Regions from separate parts of the Danio rerio genome. Here region 1 is linked to region 2. A link is a contact called in public HiCAR-type data. All regions are on one chromosome and are shown on one strand. The core of a region is the stretch at or near the end of the contact, and the rest is flanking DNA. Distances in the headings are between cores, read along the strand shown. Region 1 holds the start of g3bp1 (GTPase activating protein (SH3 domain) binding protein 1). Region 2 holds the start of glra1 (glycine receptor, alpha 1).

Region 1 (6,887 bases), core at 1,207-3,706, 120 kb before region 2:
CATTTTTATTACATCTTGTGAAATTGGTAAACCTTGTGGTTTGAAGGATACAGTGACAAAGATTTAAAATGATAATTAATTATGGCTGCACTGTTTCCCTTATAGAGTATTTTATGTCTTCTTAAAATCATGGCATAAAGGGATTTTTCTGTTAAGGCATTTATTTATAAGTCATTTATTAATATATATATATATATATATATATATGCAAACACATATAACACACATATATCTGAACATGCTGGGCTGATTCATACAAAATTATATTATTTTTAAATTTAGTTTGAGATATTATATGAACTATCTCTTCCACTTATACAGCAATTAATAAACAGCTAAATCTTATTTATTCTCATCTAATATGAACAGAGCCAAGAGGTTAATCTTTAGTCAATCATCTTAAACTGGAAATATTTATTTAAACACACAATTTCCATAAAGCTGTTCTGAGTTCTTATATAATAGTATTTGGTTGATGGTTGGCTTAAATATAATACGTAAATGATCTGTTTCGCTTTTTAACTTTTTGTACTATGATGAGTTGTATGACGCCCCCTAACGGACAATATAGCCTATCTCAATATATTCACATTTACAAATCACAATGCAGTTCACAGCAGTTGAACTACATTCAGGTAAAGTTGGTTTTATATTCGTACATTCGTTCAGTGACAACTTGTGACATGCTCCCCATATTGTTTACCATGGTACTTTGAATATTTGGTTTGAAATCACTTGTAAGGATGACAAAACAACATTAGCACTATTTATTTCACTGTGAACAATTTTGTGTATAATTGGCTGCTAATAGGATTTCACTATTCAGAATTTCCAAAGAATAAATGTAATTCTGAATGTGTGAAAGTAAAATAAGTAAAATCAACTTTACCTCAATTCTAACTACAATCAGAATTATAAGCACCCCTGTTTATTTTCCCTAATTTCTGTTTAACTGATAGCAGATTTTTTTTCAACATATTTCTAAACATCATAGTTTTAATAACTCATTTCTAATAACTGATTTATTTTATCTTTGTCATGATAACAGTACATAATTTTTGACTAGATACTTTTCAAGACGCTTCTATACAGCTTAAAGTGACATTTAAAGGCTTAACTAGGTTATTTAGGTTAACTAGGCAGGTTAGGGTAATTAGGTAAGTTATTGTATAATGATGGTTTGTTCTGTAGACAGTCGAAAAATGTTTAGCTTAAAGGGGCTAATAATTTTGACCTCAAAATCTTTTTTAAAAAAATTAAAAACTGCTTTTATTCTAGCCGAAATAAAACAAATAAGACTTTCTCCAGAAGAAAAAATATTATCAGACATACTGTGAAAATTCACTACTGACCTACTGTATTGTCGTTAAATAGAGAAAACATTTACAATTAACTTTTATTCTAAATCTTAAACCTTATTTTTGATATAATAAACCTATAAAAAGGCTTGAAGCACCGCGAAAGGCCCATATTAAAATTAATTTGAAAGCTAAATTGGCTATTTTTGTTATCCATGAATTTTCAAATAAAATCTAAAATTATGAAGCTCTATATTATTATTATTCTGTTTTAATTTTTTATTATTCAAGTGGCCAAATTTTGAATGAGGAAAGTTAAAGCTCCACTTTTGAGAAAAAGAACCACCCCATTTCATCATGCTGACTATGGGCTTGACATATATATATATATATATGTCATAAATATATATATATATATATATACATAAATATATATATATATATATATATTTAAGACATTAATGTGATAGTTGACCCAAAAATAAAAAAATCTGTCTCTTCCATCTTTTACTACTCGATGACTCTTTACTTGCTTGTTCAAACCTTTCGGTAAATAACATTAGGTCATTACTGAGGCTGAAAAAATTGTTATGTTGCTATATATGAATATTGCTATATTATGTCTATATAACTGTAGAAATAACTTTCAATAATAATTTTAATTAAATCAAAAGCCCTGTCATTAATTATCTAATTACATAAATGAGTACAACACAGTACAAAATGTCTTGTCTTGCTTTAGATGAAGACTTGTTGACATTTTCTTAATCATCTACTCTTTCTTTTCTTTACTCTTTGGCGCTTTCTCAAATGACTTACATTGGCAGTTGAATGTTTGTAGTGTACAGTTTCTAATGTGCACGGAAATCACCAAGTAACTCATAGTTTCGCAAACAAAAATGCGCACAGTAACAACACGGTCAGCATCGGCAGCTGCGCAATGGCTCACCACATAGTTCACGTACGTGCGGGACAGACAAACTTGCTATGATCATTTCTTTCACCCACGTTTTCAGTTGGGTAATTTTAGGGGGTTTACGGCAGAACGAATTATGATAGGATGGGGGGTTCCAATGCGGTGTTCTGATTGGCTGCTGGGTTCTGCGATCATGTGGGCCGTTGAGTTTAGTAGGCGCTGCTGTGAAACCGGCAATTCGCCACACGCGCTGCTGCCAGTGTCTCAGCTAAAAGCTTCACAGCTACCGGCGCAGGAGGTGCTTCACCTAAATCACGTCAAACTCTTCCCAAAAACACATTACTGATTCCCTTTCGGTAAGTTCACTTTAGCTTTTTAAGTTAAATATGTTCTACAGTTTATTTTTCACTACATCTTTTTTGTTCTTGTGCGTTGCGTACTGCTTTCTGTTAGCTCCTGCGCAGCTAATAGCCATGTGCTTAAAGTATGTGATTAATCTAATATAGAGGTATAGTTCCGGTAGTTTTTGTATAAAAAATATTTCATATTATGAATGCTATGATTATTTCAGACGATTAAAAGGTCAAATCCGCCTTAGGTCGCTGGCTGGGTCTTTTTGTTAGTCGACGCTGTGAGGATTAGCTTTAGCTGCATTTGCTTGACCACCAGCCGACATTTCCGACAAAGAGGGAGCACACGTTCACGGTGTCGTTAGGGTGTGTTACGCTTCTTCTGATGTTTAAGATCAGTTTAACAAAATTTCTGCGTATTGTGTTGTCATTCGATATATATTACGATCGTGTAACATTAATTGAAGTCAGCGCGGTAACGTTACTGGGCACGTGCCTGATTCATGAATGGCGAATGAAGAATTCTAGGACGTGGATTAAATTGTGACCTTGATCAAGTAGTTTTCGTTAACCTTTCGAAAACGAAAGAAATATTGATTATCTCTTAGGTACGGGGCTCAAGATGGCAACGCGTCGCTGTTGTCCAGGCCTACTTGGCTCAACCTTACAATGAATTCATCAGATTGAAACAGTTTTCCAATAGGAATAATTTCCCACCCTTCACTAGGAGTTAAAACATCTAATTGAACTGCTGTTCTTTTAGGGCGCGACGGAAATGTATAGACGCTGTTGTTAAACGTCCTCATTGCGTCTAACGTTACGTCTTCATGAGCTTAACAAAGGGATTTGTTTCGGTTTCAACAAGCGGCCTGTCCCGATTTCCTTCATCAAATATCGTTTATAGCGGTTGATATTCAAATGAGTTCCGTCAGGAATGGGAGTTGCCTCTATCAGGATTTTCAAATCCAGATAACGTTAGCTTTCCTCTGAAGGACGCATAAGGAGATGTCGCAGGGCAGTTCCTTTTGTGGTCCTCAAGAAGCAACCATGTGTCTTTGGAACCACATAAGGGTGAAGAAACAGTGGAGGTGCTTTTTTTATAATAAGTCATTTTTGTTTTAGTTGAAACCAGTTGACCAAAGAAATGGTGATGGAGAAGCCAAGTGCCCAGCTTGTCGGGCGAGAGTTTGTCCGACAGTATTACACCCTGCTGAACCAGGCTCCTGACTACCTGCACAGGTGACTTGCCCTTTGTTAACGTATAACATTCCTTTTTTTGGTAGTTTATATTGCAGTAAAGCTAAACTTTGCTGTTGTCTTAAGGTTTTATGGCAAGAACTCCTCATATGTACATGGTGGACTGGACAACAATGGAAAACCAGCAGAAGCAGTATATGGACAGTCTGTGAGTATTATATTACAGTTGTTGTGAATTAAGTTGCCCCTTTTAGACTATTATAACCGAACCTAACATTGTTTTAGAGGTTTTCTGGAATAAGTTTTGTGCGTCTTGGGTAAAAAAAACCCCCACATTTTTGCTTTTTTTAAGATACATTTCACATTACTTCTAAAAGATTTTTCAAATAATTAATTTGAAGACAGTCTTTAAAAACCTTTATTTCCATAAGCTATTTTGTGCCAGTCTATAAACAACAGAGAGTTCAGTTTAAGCATTTACAAGCTTGCATGAGAGAGGATTTAATCATCTACGCCTGAATAAGCCCAACTTCCCTTTACAAACCAATAAGACCACCTTTTAACCATTTTTTTAGCAAATGCTGTGCAGTGCTGCAGTGACTTCCTCATCCTGAGTGAAGCATGATTGTGGGTGTACCCTTGGTCTTGAATGTGCATGCTCTACCATGTAAAGTGGTCATCATGGAGTTCCTCTTTGACACCAGGGAGAAAAAAAATCCAAATCAAGTTTCAATCAAGAGCAAATTTTAATAAAAAATAATCCATATGTGCACAAAAATATTTCCATTTTGTGAATTAAATCAGAATCTAACTCTTACATGGTTTAGATGAATCTGCAGGAATTGAAACTATTAATCCAACAACCAATCATATTTGTTTATCACTGACGCACTTAAAGTTTTGGGGTTTGCTTCACCAATAAACCTCTCCATTTTGAATTAAAGATGCAAAATGTTTAATTTAAAGATTTTTACACCCTTTATATCTCGCAATTCTCTATTTTACACTTCATGTAAAGTACATATTGAATAAATGTTATGTGAAAATGTGAGATATGGTAGCTGCTCTTATGTAATTCGGTGCTGTAAATCATTTTTTATTCTTCTCTCATGTGAACAGGAAATCCATAAGAAGGTGATGGCTCTAAGCTTCCGTGACTGTCACACTAAGATCAGACATGTCGATGCTCATGCCACCCTGAACGAGGGAGTGGTGGTTCAAGTTTTGGGGGAGTTGTCCAATAACATGCAGCCCATGAGGAAGTTCATGCAGACATTTGTTTTGGCACCTGAGGTACGAACATTCCTTCATAAATGTGTTATCTGATAAAATTGCTAGCATGTCCTGAGGTGAATTAAACTATTGTGTATTTGAAAAATAGTTTTCATGCTATCATAGATTTATTGTACTTATCTGCATTGGCAGATGTTCATGGATCAGTAAAATGGAAGTGAATATGCCAACTGGCATAATAGGAATCATTGTAATATTTAAAGCAGGGGTCTCAAACTCAATTTACCTGGGGGCCGCAGGAGGCAAAGTCTGGGTGAGGCTGGGCCGCATAAGGGATTTTACAAAAAAAAAAGTCCTCAAATGTCATTATTAAGTTTTAATTATTTCTTCTGAACATGAAGTGTCCTGAACATTAATAGAACATTGAGTGAAGATTATGAACAGTTCTTCTGAACATGGCATCTTTTGCCTACTCCTTGCTGCCAGAGACTTGACAGTGCTTCTCACAAATCTGAACCACATTTGGCTTTAGAGCGGAAGCAGTTGAGACCCTCAGTATGGCTTGCGGGAACTCACTCAAAACTTCCATTCCCTCACCTAAAAAAAAGGCGTATATATGTATAAATAAAACACCCCCACCCCACTCCAGTCACATCAGTTTGTACCAGTCTGTATCTACCTATAATATATATAAGATGCAGGCTATAGCTAGGTAGGTGGCAGGATGCAGATAGGTAGCTAAGTGGCAGGCAGGGGCGGGAACAGCTTACCTTGGTTCTGGCCGGCGCGAGTTCCCTCCTACACTGACGTCACAGCTCTCTCTCCCCGCTCCGCTGATTCTGTCAGTGTACAGCGGTCGGCGCGGGCCACAAAATATTGCACTGAGGGCCGCAAATGGCCCGCGGGCCGCGAGTTTGAGACCCCTGATTTAAAGGATTAGTTCAACCAAAAATAAAAATGATTAATTCGTTCCAATCCCATTGGACTTTCATTCATCTTCAAAACACAATTTAAGATGCTTTAGATTGAGTTCTGAGAGCTTTCAGACCGTCTTTAAAAACCAAGAGTTGTGAGATTTTCAAATTTCAGAAAAGAAACCAAAAGCATTACATATGACTTCACTGGTTCGACTGTAAATATATGAAGCTACAAGAACACGTGTGCTAAATAAAACTGTAAACATGACATTTACCAATGTTTTTTTTTTTTTTTACTTTGTTAGTTAGTCAGGGTGCATGTTTAATAAGGAGATATGTGTTTTATGATATGGAGATGAGTAAAGTCAGCAGTGCTACACGCAAGCATTGTTTTGCATGCAATAAACATGCACTGGGGACTTGACATGGCTGAAGAGGACATAAATGAGTTTTCATTTCAATGAACTTACCCTTTAATAAAAGTAGTGTTCAGATTTAGTTAAACTCATAATTTTTATATACATTTGTATATTTTAGGATTGTAATGTATGTCAGAATAAAACAAAATGATTGAGAAATATAGACGTTAGGGCTTAGTGTTTTGCTTTAATTATTGTGCATCATCGATAGAGTTGACCAGTTACAAGTTTTTTTGTAAAGATTAACATGCTTTGAGAATACTCAACTAGTGATATTAATGGTCATGACTTTGATTTATTTAATTTGACCATTTCCTTTTTACTTAACGGATAATTTGCATTTAATGCGTGTTCGTTAATGTACATACTCATATCCTTTTATTACATTTTAAATATAAAGATCAAGCATATGAACTGACTGCAATATTTCAAGATAGTGTACCACTAATTGACCACTAAACCTTCCAGATTGATAGAGTGGTTTTATTTTTATGAAGAGTATCATCCAGTGATTCTAGAAAGTGTCTTAATATAACACCTCCATATCTAATTTTCAG
Region 2 (6,697 bases), core at 440-2,939:
TAACGTCATGTGTGCTTTATGCATGCCTTGTGTTTTAGCAGCTCTGGTGACATGCACACCGCAGCCTCTCACAAGACAATTCCTGCATGGACAAAAATGTGCACTCTAATATGAAAATCAATTAGAGATTCAAATCATAGAGCAAACTATTTTTGTGTACAATTTGTATTCGTCAATGGAATTAGCATTGACAGAGTGATCAATGTTTAGTAATATGTCTGCATGTGCAATGAGGTTGGGGTGCAGGCTGAGACTGGGAAAGAGATATCAATTAACAGGCTCTGCAAAGTTCAGCAGCAAGAGCTGAGACTGCAATATCCTGATTCTAGTTCATTAACTAAATAGTGCCCATAGAATGCAAAATAATTACTGCAAGCCACTGGCCAGATAAGGTGAAAATGCTTCACAATGTGCTTGTTTTATAGAGGATTCTTGAGATAATCAGTGTTTTGATTCAATAATCCATATGTGGAGGGCTCGAAATAGATTGCATCTGCAAATTAATAATTTGTGCAAAAACAAAAAAATTAACAGGCCTATATTTTAGTGCCATGTATATGGCTCAGTCATTTTACGCATACTTGTATATTAAACAAAAACAAATATTGTGCATAAGAATATATATTAATATATTCCACAACACAGTTTCCATTGTTTAAGTTGAGAATTATGAATGTTATGGATTCTTAAATAATGCTTAGGGTTCCACAGAAAAAAGAAAAAAAAAAAGAAAAAGAAAAATATATAGGTCTAGTGTGGAATTTTTTACATAATTTCAAAAACATTTTAATATCGTTTCACAAATTAAAAGTTTACAACTTTATTGCGTGTTAAATACATGGTAATCGATGTTACGTGACGATGTAACCATGGCAACAGAGCTTGATTATTCTCTACCAATAAAATAATAACAATAAAAACAACAACAATAATAATAATAATAATAATAATAAATAATAATAATAATAATAGTAACAAAAATACAGACATTATTTATGGCATTGATTTTACACAACACAATACAAAAATGCTAGTGCATCTTTATAACGGTTTATCGCTAAGTGCGTGAGGGTTGCTAAAAGGCTGAGCAGCACAAGACAAATTAATTATATTATAGATTTACAGTTAGTCATTTATAATTTATAAAAAAAATCAATTATTCTGAAAGTTATTTTGCTTCCACTTAATTGTTTGTTAAATAGGTAAGTGACTTTCCTTCATAAGCCTGTTGATAACTTTCTATCCACTAAATGACCACTAGTGTTCGCTGTTTAGTCAAATTTAAAAGGAATCCTTACTTCTTCTGACTTGGATGAATGACACGGAATTATGACTTAGTTTATTTTTAATTAGCAGGCATTATATTTCATCAGATGAACCAGCAGGCCACGGAGTCAATCACTGCTACATGGCATCTCATCTACCTTCTTAAACAGAACATTCTCAGGAAAAGTAGCTAAAGAAATCATCTATTTCAATGGAAAACAATGAAATATTGTGTTTGAGTAAAAAACAATAACACTTTTGCATCAAAACAAGGTGATACGTACCTGAAAAATACAATAGTTTCCCACAAATAAATCCCGAGTGCGAACATTGTGTCAGGTTGGAGATGAGTGGATGTAGTTAAGCTACAGCTCAGCGCGCCCTACAATTCCTTCTTCTCGCACTTCTGAGGTGAACAATTCGTCCTTTGCTCGTTTCAGATTCCCAAAAAGGCCAAACAAATCTCAAGAGCATACAGACGAGCTGGTCATTTTCCCGACAGCGACTGTGTAGGTGAAGCGGAGCTCCTGTTTCACGCGGGTTGCGGAATTTCAGGTGGAAGAAGCGGCGCTGTGGAAAAAACTCGACGAGATAAATTCAGATGTTCATTCCGGACGATCCATAGCAGCATCAGATGCGCAGTCGCCAAGAATATTCACAGACGCTCCATCGCAAACATTTGAAAGAAACGAAACTATACACTATACCTCCTCGCAGCCATCAAAGTCATTGGGGAAATATACATATGCGTCTGCTCTTTCCCTCCGCGCTTCTTTGTACATGCATCCCAATGAAGAAATGTGTCGCTTTCGAGCCACACGTTAGTTTTAGCTACCTCTGGCTGAGGTAGTCTGATTTAGTGCGTACTTGTTTCCCAGGGGTGAATTGTTAGTGCTGCATGAAGCTACTTCCATTGTCTGGTCCAGTTAGGAGACGCTGCTCATTTTGTTTTTGTCTCGAATCCTCGTCAGAAAAGCCCAAACGTTGATATTTCAGTACACAGAGTCTGTTCCATCGCTCACAAGCCTCTCAGCCCCTCAGTATTTCTTGCTGCAGTCATTTACTAAACTCAAAAAGCACCTCACACACTCTCAACACACGCCCACATGCTGCTGTCATTGGTCTGAATGGCACTCCAGACAAATGCCCCCTCCACGGATTGGCGAGGGGCACTGCCATATGTTGGACTTGGAGGGCTACGCTCTTTTGGCTTAGTAGCTATATGAATTATGTATGGCACAGTTTTCAAAACATACTACCAAAAGGGACATGGCAGAGAGCTGCAGTGAATAACTCGTTGCCTATTTCTGAGCAAGCAGTTTGCACTTGTGTTTATTGCATTGTTTAAAAGATCAAGGATAAACTAGCCTATACCAAAAATTGTTTGTTAAAAAGTTTTTTTAATAAAATTATTGGCTAATAAACAAACAAAAACAAATAAAAAATACTAAATTAGAAAAACACAAATAATTGAAAAGGATAAACTTCATTGACATCATGCATGGCATCTTGTCTAACACTATAAGTAAAGTAATAAGTAGGACTCAGCAGAATCAGCGGATATTTTGTTAAAAAAAATGTATCTGCGGATTTATGCGGAATGATTTTAGGAGAATCATAACTACAAACTTAACATATAAAAAAAAAAAAAAAAAAAAATATATATATATATATATATATATATATATATATATATATATATATATATATACATTTTTAACTTTTATTTGATGTTTACAATGCAAATCCAATTAGATTCACTTATTTGGTAAACAAAACAAGTCTCTTTTATATCTATTAAAACACAGACAATATTCATTTACAAACTATATTGTACATAAATCATATGATCATTTTAATATTACTATTATTATATTATAATAATATTAGTTAAATTAATTTAAAAACTGAATTAAACTTAACTAAAGTAAATACATGTGAAAGTAATATGTTGCTTAGCAATACATAAGTTAAAAATATTAATTAGGCTATTTATTTTGTATTTTATTTTGAAAAAATATATATATTTTTTTATTGATCAATGAAAATCTTTAAAATCTTAAATGATTTATGAAAAATTTTTTTATAGCTATCATCAAAATAATATAACTTTTATCAGTGTTAATAATAAGAAACTGAAACTGCTGGGGCTGTTTCACTTTTACTAGAACTTCTATGTTAAGCTTCTTTGACACAATCTAGATTAGAGATGCCCAAACTAGTGCCCGCGGGCCAAAGTTGGCCCATGGTAACCTTTGATTTGGCCCACCGTCCCATCTGGGGAGAAAGAGAGAATGACAAATATTGATAGATTTAACAGATATTATCATTTCTGATTTAACTTGACATTTAGTTTGTTTTATTGTTAAGCCACAAAAAAGCTAGCTGAAGTTAAATTTTTCAATCAAATGTTGTAAATGAATAAGATTTTTAGATTTTAGTCAGATTTTTCATTTTTATTTTAAATACTGTCACTTGACAGAGAGAGAACAATGCACAAGACATTGGCAACTTTACTAGTGTATACAGCGTTGAACTCCATTGTGTTATAACATGAATTGTAATGTTTTTTTTTTTTTGTAATAAATTCATTATAAGGTGTAAAAAGAAATAATGCATTAGGTAACTTGATTAAAGTATTTTTTTGCTATGAATTTTTATATATTGTGAAATAAATTAGGAAATTACCCATGGCGACTTTAATGCAATACATTTAACTTCGGCCCACAACCATCATGTTTTGTTTTTGGCCCTTCATAAGAAAATGTTTGGGTACCTCTGATCTAGATTGTAAAAGCATCATATAAAGATTGAATTGAACTGAATGATTGGGGTTTACCCATATTTGACACAATCATACATATTCAGAGAGTAAGCAATGATATTGTGGAGTAAATAAAAAAAGACCAAAGTCATTATGATGGTATTACAATTTTAGCTTAGAAGACAGATTTCACAAAACATATCATTTCAAAGGTTCTTGAACTTGGCATTTGTAACTGAACCCTTTGCTACAGAGAAAACACACATTGGTATAATTGGACTTATGAGTCAAAACTGTATAGTTCCCATGTGACAACAAGCCTCTGCCTCCCATTTCTTCATTGTTGGAGCACACATCAGAAGTTATGCAGAGTTTCACAAGCCCGTCCAACTCAATGTCAGAGCACTGCAGGCATAACAACAAGCGTCATGTTTGCCAGTGCAAAGCTGCTAAAAAACAAACAAACAAACATGATGTAATCCTAAAAACGTGTTTTCAAAAAAAAGCACTGCTATAGTGTAATATAGTCAGCATCCCTATACAGTTGAAGTCAGTATTATTAGCCCTTCTGTGATTTTTCTTTTTTCTTTTTCGAATATTTCCCAAAAGACGCTTAACAAGCAAGGATTTTTTTTCACAGTATTTCCTATTAAATTGTTTCTTCTGGAGAAAGTCTTATTTATTTTATATTGTTTAGAATAAAATCAGTTTTACATTTTTTAAGGTCATTATTATTAGCCCTCTTAAACAATATTTTATTTGATTGTCTACATAACAAACCACTGTTATACAATGCCTATTTACCATATTGTGCCTACTGTAATTACCCTACTTAAGCCATTAAATGGCATTTTAAGCTGAATAATAGTATCTTGTAAAATATCTAGTAAATTATTATGTTCTGTAATCATGGCAAAGATAAAAAGAAATCAGTCAGAAATTAGATATGAAAACTATTGTTAGAGGGCAGCACGGTGACGCAGTGGGTAGCACAATCGCCTTACAGAAAGATGGTGCTGGTTTGAGCCCCAACTGTGTCAGTTGGTGTGGAGTTTGCATGTTTGCCTGGGTTTCCTCTGGGTGCTCCGGTTTCCCCCACAAGTCCAAAGACATGTGGAATAGGTGAATTGGGGAAATTAAATTGTCCGGAGTGTATGTGTATATCTCATACCACAGCTTTGCTGATGACACTCAGATCTACCTAGCCTTACTGCCTAATGACTACAGCCCCATTGACACCCTCTGCCTGTGCATTGATGAAATTAACATTTGGATGTGCCAAAACTATCTTCAGTTAAACAAAGAGAAAACTGAAGTGATTGCGTTTGGTAAGGTTTGATGAGGTTCTCAAGGTAAATGCGTACCTTGGCTCTAAAGGTCAAACAACAAAAAATAAGGTCAAGAATCTTGGTGTGACTGTGGAGTCAGATCTGAGTTTCAATAGTCATGTCAAAGCAGTTAGTAAATCAGCATACTATCATCTCAAAAACATTGCAAGAATCAGATGCTTTGTTTCAAGTGAAGACTTAGAAACTTTTTCATGCTTTTATCCGCAGCAGGGTGGATTACTGTAACAGCCTTCTCATGGGCCTTCCTAAAAAGACAGTCAGACAGTTACAGCTCATCCAGAACGCTGCTGCCAGGATTCTGACCAGAACCAGGAAATCAGAGTACAGCACACTAGTCCTCAGGTCTTTACACTGGCTCCCAGTTACATTTAGAATATATTTTAAAGTATTATTACTTGTCTATAAATCACTAAATGTCCTAGCACCTCAATACATTACAAATATGCTGACTGAATACAAACCAAACAGATCACTCAGATCTCTAGGTTCAAATAAACTAGAAATTCCAAGAGTTAGGTCAAAGCAGGGTGAATCAGCTTTCAGCTACTACGCCCCTCGCTGCTGGAATCAGGAAAATGATCAGATGTGCTCCAACATTAGGCACATTTAAATCAAGACTGAAAACACATCTGTTTAGCTGTGCCTTTTCTGAATGAGCACTGTGCTACGTCCGACAGATTGTACTATTATGTTTTTCTCTTCTCTTTCATTCTTTTATAACACATTTGATCTGTTTTTATGTTTTTTTTAATGATTTTTATTATTTGTTTTTATTTTTCTTATACTTGCTTATTTTATTCCTGTATATGTAAAGCACTTTGAATTGCCACTGTGTATGAAATGTGCTATATAAATAAACTTACATACGATGCCCTTCCAGCTGCAACCCATCACTGGGAAATAAAAAAAGCAAGTATAAGAAAAATAAAAACAATTAATAAAAATGATTAAAAAATATGCTGGATAATTTGGCGCTTCATTCTGCTGTGGCGACTCCAGATTAATAAAGGGATGAAACCAAAAAGAAAATGAATGTATGAATGAACTAATATTAGAATTGAGTGGAAAAAAATTCTGACTTCAATTGTTCAATTGTGGGATTAAACTGGCGATTCATTGCATAGCATAGAGTCAGTTGCTCTAACAAGGAGGCTAAAGACTGTGACCTCTAGCATCTGTCGCTAGAGCACCTTTAGAGGTCAGAGGACTGAGGTTTACCTGCATCGCACTTTGCTAGCTGGCTTCCATTACAATCACCCCTTAAACCTCACACACATCCCTGACGAGCCCCCATGTGTTACCCACCGGTCCTACTGCC

What was found. HiCAR-type assays count read pairs that join an accessible place to other places.
Region 1: a HiCAR-type map of caudal fin shows a contact between it and region 2, with 2.3 times the contacts expected there. The contact joins the promoter of g3bp1 here to the promoter of glra1 in region 2. A contact is called at or near these places in 2 of 4 datasets of contacts at active chromatin or transcription factors (caudal fin and embryo).

Annotation. Positions count from the first base shown.
Region 1 is chr14:30,205,156-30,212,042 of GRCz12tu, reverse strand. g3bp1 (GTPase activating protein (SH3 domain) binding protein 1) reads left to right here and starts at 2,456. Exons shown (of 12, transcript NM_199956.1): 1 at 2,456-2,570; 2 at 3,687-3,803; 3 at 3,888-3,969; 4 at 4,881-5,054. The coding sequence starts at 3,709. LOC141377524 (a long non-coding RNA gene) reads right to left here and starts at 2,248. Exons shown (of 2, transcript XR_012389767.1): 1 at 2,118-2,248.
Region 2 is chr14:30,086,602-30,093,298 of GRCz12tu, reverse strand. glra1 (glycine receptor, alpha 1) reads right to left here and starts at 1,689. Exons shown (of 9, transcript NM_131402.1): 1 at 1,551-1,689. The coding sequence starts at 1,597.